2 separate regions of the Bombyx mori genome follow, and region 2 is linked to region 1. Evidence: chromatin contacts called from public Hi-C data. All regions are on one chromosome and are shown on one strand. Each heading gives the region's core, a stretch centred on a gene start, on an enhancer-like site or on the middle of the called end of the contact. The rest is flanking DNA. Distances are from core to core; before and after follow the strand shown.

Region 1 (6,207 bases), core at 1,228-3,727:
ACTCCAGCACGGACCGCCGAGATTGGCCCCTCCGCGCTCTGACCACACTGGGGCTGGGACGCGCCACGCCCCGGGCACGAAGGTCAGCCCGCCACTTATAGTCAGCGGCGAGCGCCTCCGCTTCCAGAACCCAAGGCGGCGTCCCAGCCAGTACACACGCCGCCTCAAAGGAGATGGTGCGATAACCACGGATGACCCTGACCGCGATGGTGCGTTGCGGCCGTTGCAGCAGCTTCGCCACCCCCACGGCCAGGGACTGGCCCCACACGGGCGCCCCGTATAGGGCCATTGATCGCACCACCCCCGTATAGAGACGGCGCGTCACCTGGTCAGGCCCCCCGACGTTGGGCAGAAGCCGGCTTAACGCGCCGGCCACCCCCAACAAACGAGGGACCAGGTTCTGAAAGTGAGCACGGAAGGTCCAACGACTGTCCAGAATGAGGCCGAGGTACTTCAACTGCACCCCGACCCCGATATGGACGCCTCCAACCACGATATGGGCATCGACAGGTGGCACTCTCCGGGGCCTGTGGAACCACATGGCCTCGGATTTACTGAGCGCCACGTCGAGGCCCAATCTCCTAATTTTGCCGACGACATGCGCCACCCCAGCCGTAGCAAGACGGGCAGACTCAGCAAAACTCCCCCCCCGGGCCACGACCAACGTGTCGTCTGCGTAACAGATAACGCTCAGGCCCGGGAGGAGGGCACCTCTCAGCACCCAGTCATACCCGATATTCCACAAAAGGGGGCCGAGCACCGACCCCTGTGGAACACCGCGCACGACCGGGAACCGGTGCAGGATCCCACCGTGTCCGGTACACGTGACCGATCTGTCCTCTAAGTAGGAACCCACCAGCCGGCGAAGGTAGGGGGGCACTCTATGTCGTTCCAGCGCCCCCCCTATCACGGACCAGGGCAGGGTGTTAAACGCATTGGCGATATCGAGCGACACCGCCAAAGCCACCCCACCCCTGGAGACGGCCTCCTCCGAGAGGGCCCGCACGCGAAGGATCGCGTCTACCGTTGAGCGGCCCTCTCGGAAGCCATACTGCTCCGCCGACAGATTGTCGATCTGCCTAGAGAAAACACGCACTAGTTAGATGGACTCGTTTTTTATATAGGTTAATACAGAATCAATTGAAATTCACATACGATTGCGGATGTTTCTACTGTCTGATTTTCTATGTTATTTTAAGCATTTAACTATACTAGAGGTCCCGCAGTAGTCGAAATTCGACTATAATTAATTGGAATTGTAAGTTTGTACTTTATTATGATTGTAATTTTATACTTCTATAATCACAAATTTCGCCAAGGCTACACTATAAAAATATTAATAAAGACAAACAATATTTAATCTATTCTCAATTTGACCACAGACGTCAAGAACAAAAGTTTGACAATGAATAGTATGCATGCGTGTGTGCGTCAAATACATGGTATGTAGTGTGTGTAATGTTTTCTTTATTGATTTAATGTATCTTTTATGCATTATTTTAAAAAAATATTAGCATTGTGCACTTCTTCTCTATATTCTCTATAAGTGTGGAAAATTTCATACTTTTCCGTCTGCGCAATTTTCGTAAAAAGGGATACAAAGTTTTTGCTTCACGTATTAGTATATAGATTTTCTTTTACTTCCCTATTAAATATACAATAGATGATTTGTAATAACTAGACTGCAGACTTCAAGTTATTTTAATTGTTACTATGTAAATAATACGTGCAGACTACAAGCAAATCGATTACTCCCGATAAACACTACGTGAATGCTACAAATTAATACAAATTAATTAGATAATTTTATCTTCAGTTTTTATGTAGACTTCAATAGACAAATGGTTTTAATGAAATTTATATTGACTGAAAATTAATATTAACAAAAAAAAATCGATTGTTGCAAGATCTAAGCGTAGAATGATTAATAATATTCTAGATGGAACCATTTTCGTCTGGACAAAATCATAGTTAATGAATTTCGTATTGAAAAAATTAAACCTAAATGACATTACAGTTGTGTGTGAAATCCTAAAATATAATGTTTATTTTAGGGACGTTTTTAATACGCTTTTATTAGCTTCAGACGTATGTATGTTTGTAACGGAATCTTTGAAGATGATTTTGACCCCCTTCAAAACGTCGGATTAACTCGAAATTTGGTATACTTATTAAGGACCGTGAGGAGAAGGGCTATTTTGATAATATTCTGAAAAGCACCCAGTTTTTTTTTTACCATAAAATCATTTTTTCTTACACTATTTTTCATTCAATATTAATTTCTATTTTTTAGTTGGATTTTCCATAAAAGCGTATTTTGTTAGTTTTTTTAAAACTATTATTTATTATAGTCTGAATTGAATATGCTAGCTTTACCTGGTATATCATCGGTCATGTTGGCTGTGTTTGTCGACTAATGTTCTACGTTCACTTGACCCATGGTCACGGATCGACCGGTCGAGCGCGGGGCGAAAACTGACCGCTACTCGTCATGCCACCCCTTGGCTTCATGCTACCACTATTTCACATAGATGTAGCTATTCGTGAAAGCGGTAATTTCATGATTTTTTTTGTTAACATTTGTTATTTATATTTCACGCTAACCACTGCAAGACGAGTTGATATTAGTCATAGTTTAAAAGTTTTCTAATTTTTTATTTCTATGAAATTCTATTATGTGAAATGGCAATGAAATGCGTTTATTTCAGGCAACTTAAGCCCATAAAATTTCACACATAATGTTTTAATCAAAATACAATAAAATTAAAATTAAAATTTTATCAGAATTCTTAAAAATTTAAAAAAAAAAAAAAAACCATATCAAATTAAATGAATATTTATAAAATGTTATATATAATGATTATTTGATGTAGCATACTGTAGGCCATCATTTTATTAATCACACACTAGCATTGATCATTGATAAGATTTTGGGGCAGTTTTCAGTAATCTAATTGTAGTTAGCGGTAGAAAACTATATGGTTGTGTCCGTATCGTTGCTGACGTTCACAAGTGGCTGTAACGACTTACCACCAGATGAACAGGCTTGCCTGCCTACAGTGGCAATAAAAGAAGAAACGCTTATATGAGAAATGTTGTAAATGTTTGTGTACCTGCAGTGGAACAGAGTAAGCTTTGAAATACCTGTCGAGGTTTACGCGAATAACAAAACACATTGATTTTAAATCAAACTACAAATATTCAACTATATCTTGTTAATTCTATTCCGTAAGAACTATATCCCTGTTCGATGTTATTGTTGTCGAAATCGCAGGCAACCACGAAAAAAGAACTACCTCACCCCCCTCTTAATTCACAATTAGTAAAGATAGTCGATTTGTTAGAAACTTTTCCAGAGGTCTACATATTTTTGCGGCTTTATCGTGTTTTAGTTATAGGCTTATCATGGTCTTCATAAACATTTTACGATCGTTTTCTTTATAACATATAGAATATTCTTATCTTCTAATTAAATATCAGATAACTTATCTTATTCATTCCTTGCATCATAGGGTGGTTTTCTTGGGATATAATCATGGTGGGTTCCCACGTAGTAAATAAATAATAATTAAATAAATAAAAATAAATAGTAAATAAATAATTAAAGTAGAATTTTTGAATAGAATATTTGTGTACAAATGAGAATCTAAAGTTTCATACTTTGAAGAAGATGAAGAATTCACTCACGCAGTCAATCATTTCAAGTATCAGCAATTCTAAATTTAAATAAATTAAATTAATTTAAATAATTGAAATTATTAATTTTTCTTGCTCATGTCTATATCTTCGTGCTCTAAATACAACATTATATATATACACTTTCACATAACCGCTTATGCTAATTATGTCTTCAATCAAATCAGCCTACATCACTGATTGTCCTTCAAACTAGGTTTACGAAGCTTGCCGATGTCGAACTCCCCTTGACCCCCATGCATCGATTAATGATTGCGATAGAACAGAAATACTCTGAACCGATATTAAATGAAAAGAGGTTTTCAATTAGAGCATTCTTCGTATCCCGATCCATTGTTATTTGGATCGCGATTTTCTCGAATGATCATAGTAAAGAAACAGTTTTCTAGTCTCTTAGATTGGAAGACGAGGTAATGGTATGATCACAACAGGCTTAATCGATATTCATTTAAACTTGACTGTACGTGCACCATAAAAACTATCTCACGATCGCTGTTGATCTTCATCATCATTTTCATCATCATCATCATTATCATCATCATCATCAGCCTTTATCTGCCCACTGCTGGACATAGGCCTCCGCCCAATGCCTTCAACATAATGCGGTCCTCCGCCTTCCGTATCCAGCGACTTCCCGCCGTGCGTGTTGATCATGGACGTCAGCAATATCAGATGAACAACCAAGCAACTGTGTACCGTTTAGAATTCCCTTCAAATCAAAGTGTATGGGAAACACCATGGTAAGAACGATATTTGGAGACGTTGTTTGGAAGAACGCAGGGGTTTCAAGTACTATGGATGAACTCGGCTCCAGTACAGGGTTGTGTCATGGTAAAAAGGTGACGACGGAATAATCTTAAGCAATTTTTCAAAGCACACACACATACACACATTGAGAAACATTTAATAAATTTAATCACTAATAACTATTTTACTTTGATTTTCTAAATATATAGATCATAAGTGCTTCGAGTTATCGACCTAGTCTATGGTTTAAGTCGTAATTTGTGAAGCTCTATAAATCGCTTATCACAGTTCAGAGAACTCGAAATAGCCAAGGTTATTTGCCATAAAACCTACCATAAAATAATAGAATGAATGAAACCACTTAAGTGTTTTAGCCTCTCGGTGCGATTCGTATCGGATAGCGGAGGAACAACCCCCCTGCATTGTTAAACAGTTCTGCGTAGAACACTCAAAATGGCAACGAACTTGTTTTGCTTGCGTCACAGACCAACATTGGGTTCAGGAATAAATTGTTATTGAGAGTGAGAGATAGTGAGAATACACTTTATTGCATATCAAAACCAATTTACATTCAAAAAACAATCAAAAAAGCAAATACATTTGTACAATGGCGGTCTTATCGCTAAAAGCGATCTCTTCCAGACAACCGTTTAATTTACAGAAGTTCTGGAAAATTTAAAAATGTAGTGGGTATGTCGCGGTGTCCTATAGATTATTATAAAAATATATATACATAAAATAAACAAAATATATACCGTTTATATAGGTATATTATAATGTGAAATATATAACTAACTGATTTAAATACCAATATACATACTTACATACATATTATTATAATAAATTGTTATTGAATGTAATTTTGAACAGTAAGAAGTAAGAACTCATTGAGAAAACTTTATTATAGAGCATTAATTACAGATTCGTGACGGCCTGCGAGGTTTTGTACTATTAAAAATGAATTAAAATTGTATACTTAAAAACATCTAACACTAAAAAATTAAACTACATAAATAGAAATTGAATTTCTAGAATAGCATCGATCATTTCAGAACTTGCCTAGGTTTATCAACACTGAAAGAGTCTCTCACGCGAGATTACTATCTGTTTGAAAAATATCCGTAGCTATTAAAAAAGTATTAATTTTTTGTTCATTTTACGTTTTTTACAGGAATAGATTGGTTTAATTAATGATTGCCTGTTGTTTAAGATTTAGAAAAATATAGATATTTTTAATGTACCCTATCTTCATATTGCATGATCGCCTAATTTAGAAAAAATTAAAATGAACTAAAAAACGACATAGCTTTTGTACTAAAAGCGTGTGTTTTATATTTTTAATCAGAAAGCGCATTTGTGAGCTTTCTTAGGTCAATCTATCAAATTCATAACCACTTTCACTCCATTTAAAGTTCATGATGGTCTATACGATATTTGTGCTACCTTACAACTGATAGTAAAATAAAAGACTCATTTCGCGTGTTGTTATGAGTAATCACGTAATTAAAGCAATAAGGTTAGGCCTATCTGAAGCAATAATAATTAAAGGCTCTGAAACTTCTTTGGAATCGTTGTGATTTCAAACACGATGAAACGAAATGAAACGAAACGAAAAAATAAGTCCATAGAGACACAAACACATAAATATATAGGATTCAGCCGGTGAGAGAATGAGATAGAACACATTATACGTGAAGTTAAAATATCAATTCACAGAGGGCGCTACCTCATACTATAAAAGATGATTTACGATTAATTCTATTT
Region 2 (6,207 bases), core at 1,699-4,198, 170 kb after region 1:
GCCACAGTGACGGCGGGCAGAGTAGCGGAGCATTTTGATATTCGTTGAGTTTGAATTACTAACGAACTAGCAAATAGGTGACACGATATTGTGATATATTAATGTTTGTTAAATTACATACAGTTATTTGTTATTATTTTTACTAGCGTCAATAAATAGATGAAATCACTCTCGATTTAATAATTGTTACACTTGATAGATCAAACTTTCCAACTTTGTACAGTTTGTGCATATAGTTTAGTGGACGTAAATATTTACACACGCAAAAACACGACAAAATGAAGATGACCGACTTCAGTGTATATATAGTCTCAATTGTATTAGAAAAACGACAATATTACAAGTCAAACCGAACGCATGGTTAGTTCGTCGCAAAATGGTCAAAACGGTAGTTATATTATAAATATTTTTTTTATTTATAATATAGCTACTATATATACTATTACATAATATATATACTATTACATAATATAATTGATTTGTAAATGCTTTCTTTTCTGTATAATGAATAGTTAGTTATATCTGTATAGTTTTCTCTTCGGTTTACGCAAATCGCAGACATAATTAGATGTGGTTTAATTTGACCTTTTTTTATTCTCATTACTTTATATTATTTTCAATGTTACGAATACTTTGCAGTTTTCGTAGTCACGAACGAAGGAAATAATAAAATAACTCACTAAAATGACTGAGGTCGCGTTCGCCCACCTGTCCTGGCGAAACTGGAAACCCACCAGTCACCCATTCATCCTAAAAACAAAGAAGCAAGAAAATGCCAAAAAAAAATTAACAAAACATCCAAGTCTTATAAAGTTCAGTTCGTTCAAAAAGCCTTGCGTGTTTCACTTGTTTCCCATTTAGATTTTTTTAATCTAAGATTTTATCGAAATTAAATTAATTTACTTTGTTATCGCTGTAAGTGGAACCACCGACCTTAGCGATCACGTAGTAAAAATATTTTACAACAATGGTCTCCAATGTCAACATGAGTGATGTAACAATTCGAATACTTGACATTTAGTTGAAGACGTGCATAAAAATGCACACGGAATAATATTTGTGTTATTGTCACAGCTGAGTGACAGGAAATATTTATCATGTAAGGAGATCAAGTTCGACAGCTTGATGTGTGAGCACCACAAAAATCTACAACATTATATTATAGGTTTATGTAAGCTGTTTTAGATTTTAAAGAACATTGGGGCTGTTTTTTTTTGCGTATTTTAATGAATTGTAAGTAGTAAATCTAGAGAGTTCGGTACGTTTATTGATAAAACGGTGATGCATTCCGATTTGGGACAGACATATTTTTTTTATGTTTGAAGGATTACTGGTGGCCCTGAGGCCTTTCCAGTTTCACCAGGACAGGTGCGAGCAAAGGCTCAGCCAAGATGTGTGGGATTTGCTAACAGGTGCCCGTGCGCCTCCGAAGGAGACTTAACAACTTAAGAACAGCTGCTTCGCGAATGAATCTACTGCCGGATCGGAATCGCGACCCGCTGAGAAGATCCGGCGAGAAACTCAGCGGACTGATGCATGGGTTAGGTTGCACGTCGAGCTCTACGGTTACAGGGATCCCCAAGCCTGCTCCTAGTGTTAGAGCTGAAGGCGTCTAATGCAAAGGTTATTGGATCTGATGGATCCGTAAGGACGTGTATAGGGCGTCGACGGTGACTGGCTCCTGCGTGATCAGGATTTGGGGAGGATAGACATCTACAACGTAAATAACCCCCCCCCCCCACCTCGAGACATGAGTTGTGAGGTCACTGTTTTAACAGTACAACGGCTGCTCCAAGCCGAAACGCATTTCTGCTTCACGGCAGAAATCGGTGGGGTGCTGGTACCTACCTGTGCGCACACATAAGACTTCCTAGCACCAGTAAGTAAACTGAAAAATAAGACTCCGAACTCATTGACAATGATATAATGCAATGATTAATATCAAACATTGACAGATATGATGCACTATCGTTAAGTATAACAATGTTGACATACTTATTTCATAGCCGAGTGGATTATAAATAGTCGTCGCCAGGATCAAGACTAATAGCTGGCTTTATCGGCAGGTGACGCGTCCATCGCCAACTTATAACATATAATACTTAAGTAACAACAAATTGTTCTCTGACGTGTCTAGTGTTTGAAATGAGGTCATGTTTTAATAGAATACCTAAGTAAGATAGTAAAATATCTGTACTTAAAACTTTTGGTTGTATTGACTCTCGGAAAGTTTATTGAATCTATTTTTTTCTGTGTGCCGCGACAGACTCGAACGATAGTTACTTAGCTGTTGCAGTTTATTTTGAAGATTGTTTTTTATTGCTTAGATGGGTGAACGAGCTCACAGACCACCTAGTGTTAAGTGCTAACTGAAGTCCATAGACATCTACAACGTAAATGCGCCACCCACCTTGAGATATAAGTTCTAAGGTCTAAGTATAGTTGCAACGGCTGCTCCACCCTTCAAACCGAAACGCATTACTGCTTCACGGTAGAAATAGACAAGGTGGTGGTATCTACCCGTGCGTACTCACAAGAGGTCCTCCCACCAGTAAAGAAAAGTACAGTTCCTCTTATTACACAAGGTAAGAGTGCAAAACTTCAGAATTTATTGTATTAAAAAAATCTGTTACTTTTATTAATGTGGCGATAGTCATCAGAAAACAAAAGATATTTGACATAATATGCCGGAATCTCGCTTACGAAAATTTCAAGATAAGCTTGTATTTGAACATTTTTCGAACAACAATATTCGGACCGTCGCGTCAGTCTTCCGATATATCACTCGTTCGGTGGAAGATTTTCCCTTTGTCGTATACCTCTATATTGGCATAATAGACAAGCTGACGGGTTTATTGATGTCAGCCGTTACCGTAGACGGGTGATTTGGAATAACGGTTAAGTGGACGCGGCAAATCTCACAATCTCACAACAACCAAGATATAGAATGGTCTGGTTCAAGATAAAATGAAAATAGTGCAGTGGTAGAGAACTTTGACGAAGTCGAAAAGGGCTATTCGATTCGTTTACCTAATCACCGGACGTACTTATTATCTTTGGGGAGGCTTAAACGACAAAGGGAAGATCTTCCACCGAGCTGGTGATATTTGCTCGGTAGACCGACGGTCCGAATGTTGTTGTTCGGAACTTGTATATATGCGATTTATCTTGAAAATGTCGTAAGCGAGATTCAGGCATCTGTCAATTATCTTGCGTTGTATGATGGCTACCCGCCACATTATCCATACGCGTAAAATTTGCAAAAATCTCTGTAAATCATAAAGCGTTGTTCTCATAAGTAGTAGACCTTGACACAATATTTTCATGTTGACTACATACTTCCTAACTTGAAAAGATTTGATAAGCACAGATTACGTCGTGATTACAAGACAATAAATAACTCCGCTTAACCCGATACGCGAATAAGACGTAAAAAAACGTAACTACAGATCTGATTCAAATAATAATGATCTTTAGTACAATAACATAAGTGTGTAATTAAATTTACTGAAAACAATTCAAAAAAATTATAGTGCTGTTCAAACACCTGCAAAATCAGTCTTGTGTAAATACATTTAGAGTTGAGAATCTTAGAGGGATTGTAAAGGAAATTTTTACTGGTGGTAGGACCTCTTGTGAGTCCGCACGGGTAGGTACCACCGCCCCGCCTATTTCTGCCGTGAAGCAGTAATGCGTTTCGGTTTGAAGGGTGGGGCAGCCGTTGTGACTATACTGAGACCTTAGAACTATATCTCAAGGTGTGTGGCGCATTTACGTTATAGATGTCTATGGGCTCCAGTAACCACTTAACACCAGGTGGGCTGTGAGCACGTCCACACATCTCAGCAATAAAAATAAAATCCTGCATTTTGAACGCTAGACTTATATCAGTAGGCTATCTACAGGCTAAATTAATATTTGCATAATGAATAAGGCATCGCGTTACAGTTCATTAAGTGATATTGATGTCCCGTGGTTGAATTAACCTTATTTTAATTAAAAAGTATATTTAAAGAGTTTTCTTTACATTTTCAACAAAAACTTAATAGTTTAAAAATCATAAAATTGTATCATCATTAAAATTAATAGTTTTCAGTTTGAAACCTCACTATATAGTTACATCAACAACTGAATACTCGTTGTATAAATAAAATGAATAGGCGAAGTTTTTTCAAGCTGCAAATCAAATCTGCGGCAAATCTGAGTCAAGATTGAAGGGATCCTGATATAATAAATTAAAACTGGCTACATGTCCCGGTAGGCAGCAGCTTGGCTCTGCGCCTGGCATTGCTGAAGTCCATGGGCGACGGTAACCACTCACCATCAGGTGGGCCTTATGCTCGTCTGCCTACAAGGGCAAAAAAAATCCTATCTTTCAGATCCATTCTCGATTGCGGTCCAAACACCTGTCACAGTTCTTGTCAAACACGTTGAAGGCGACGAAGGTTTTGACGTGGAACGTAACCCACAGACACAATACTGAGCTTCTCACCGGATCTTTCAGTGGTAGATTGAACGACGTACTGTTTTTGCTAGGGCAGATGGTAGTTAAAAAACAAAAAAGTGCCGATCTTAGCAAAGTTTCTCAGCCTGAGCCCCGTGAACTCACATACCTGATGAAACTAGAATAGCCCTGCGAGACTGCTGGTACTTGCCGCTATTACTCATTATTACACCCATAACAGAGCTTACCTTATTGTCTAACTGAATTTACACAAACACTATAACTACTAACCTTACCATTCTATCTTTTAAAATTTCTAAAAAAGACCGAAGGACGTTACCTAAAATTTTACGGCTGAATGTGAAATCGCTTACCTATTAAATTCAAATGTTGCTTCAGCCTTGCCTAGAGGGATCTGAATAAAAGAACAAAACGGCCACAAGGAATAATTTATTATGTAAAGTTTTGTTATTTTATTGTAAATCTTGCACGAATAGCGTTTCGACTACCTGACCTGTAGTAAAATTTGGAGTATGATAACAACATAAAATAATATCAACGTCAAAGTATGTAATTGTAATGAAAAGTATGTTCTGTCTATCATTGTTCCGTAAACTAACGGCCGTCTGGTGTAGTGGTAAGTGACATGGTCACTACACAAGGGGGTCGCGGGTTCGAATCCAGGGTTATGGATGTATATTAAAATATTGTGTATAATAAAAATCTTACATTTATTTTCGTTATCTGGTACCTGTAACACAAGTTCTTTACGAACTTATCATGGGACCAATTAACGTGGCGTGATTGTTAGTAAATATTTATTATTATTATTTATTTATTATTTATTTATAGTTTGTCTGGCGTCAAACAAACATAACTTATTAAAATTCTTCGAAACGAAGTTACCAATTTTATATATTGAGAGTTTGATTGTATTCTACGATGGAAGACGGTTAAAAATCTACTTAATCTACCCCAGGATCGATATACGGCATCTTTACCTTACCAAAACGCCAGTCGTCCTACTTGTATATACGCAAAACATAAAACTCAATGTTAAATAAAAAATAATACAGGCCATTTATGACAAATAATAATATTATGGATTTGTGTTGTGTTGAAGTGAATAAGTAGGTTATTTACAATTCATACCTTTCAGAATTCAATTTTATACAAGTTTCATTTTCGATCGGCCTTGATGTTTTACCTAGATTATATGTATTTTAAATGACTATACGTTACCTACTGAATGCGGTCGAGGACTTTTTGGCGGTAACGCAAAAAGCCGATTTGTGTGAATTGTTTTACTTCGTTTTATTTAGAGTTTGTCCAGGCTTAAAGTGTAATAATGATGGCCTAGTCTGCGTTTACTATTGGTGAAAGTGTACATGTGTGGGAAAGTAAAACAAAGTCGTTAGACGTGGCTCTCGGGTTCATTCAAAAATCCCAATAAAGTCTTCGTGAATTTCCACCATTTTACAATATTTCGTTTAATGTTTAATATTAATCCATTATTAATTAATAATCTCGACTCGCATTTCATTAAACTTCATCGCAATGGATCTCAAATTTCAAATAAATCAACTTTATTTTGTTGCGCTCCAATTTTCATACTTTAAAGTATTCATATAATGACTAAATCGCTACGCTTTAAATCTTTAAAATTACGCAACGGATTTTGATGCGGTTTTTTTAATAGATAGAATGATTGAAGAGGAAGGTTTCACGTCCTTCCCACGTCCTTACGGATCCATCAGATCCAA

What was found. Hi-C and Micro-C count contacts between places; a contact is called where the count stands out from the background.
Region 2: a Hi-C map of midgut shows a contact between it and region 1, with 2.3 times the contacts expected there. The contact joins the enhancer-like site here to the promoter of LOC101742490 in region 1. A contact is called at or near these places in 5 of 7 Hi-C or Micro-C datasets (middle silk gland, midgut, posterior silk gland and 1 more).

Annotation. Positions count from the first base shown.
Region 1 is chr22:2,419,429-2,425,635 of ASM3026992v2, forward strand. It overlaps LOC101742490 (X-linked retinitis pigmentosa GTPase regulator), which reads right to left and starts at 2,478. Exons shown (of 8, transcript XM_004924743.5): 1 at 2,377-2,478. The coding sequence starts at 2,395.
Region 2 is chr22:2,589,588-2,595,794 of ASM3026992v2, forward strand. It overlaps LOC110384972 (a long non-coding RNA gene), which reads left to right. Exons shown (of 3, transcript XR_002430325.3): 2 at 1-77; 3 at 640-804. Among protein-coding and RNA genes, the nearest start is that of LOC110384972, 5.4 kb to the left of the region's middle. Within about 2 kb of position 2,949, at least 5 of the 8 cell types and tissues checked have open chromatin away from gene starts, as enhancers often do.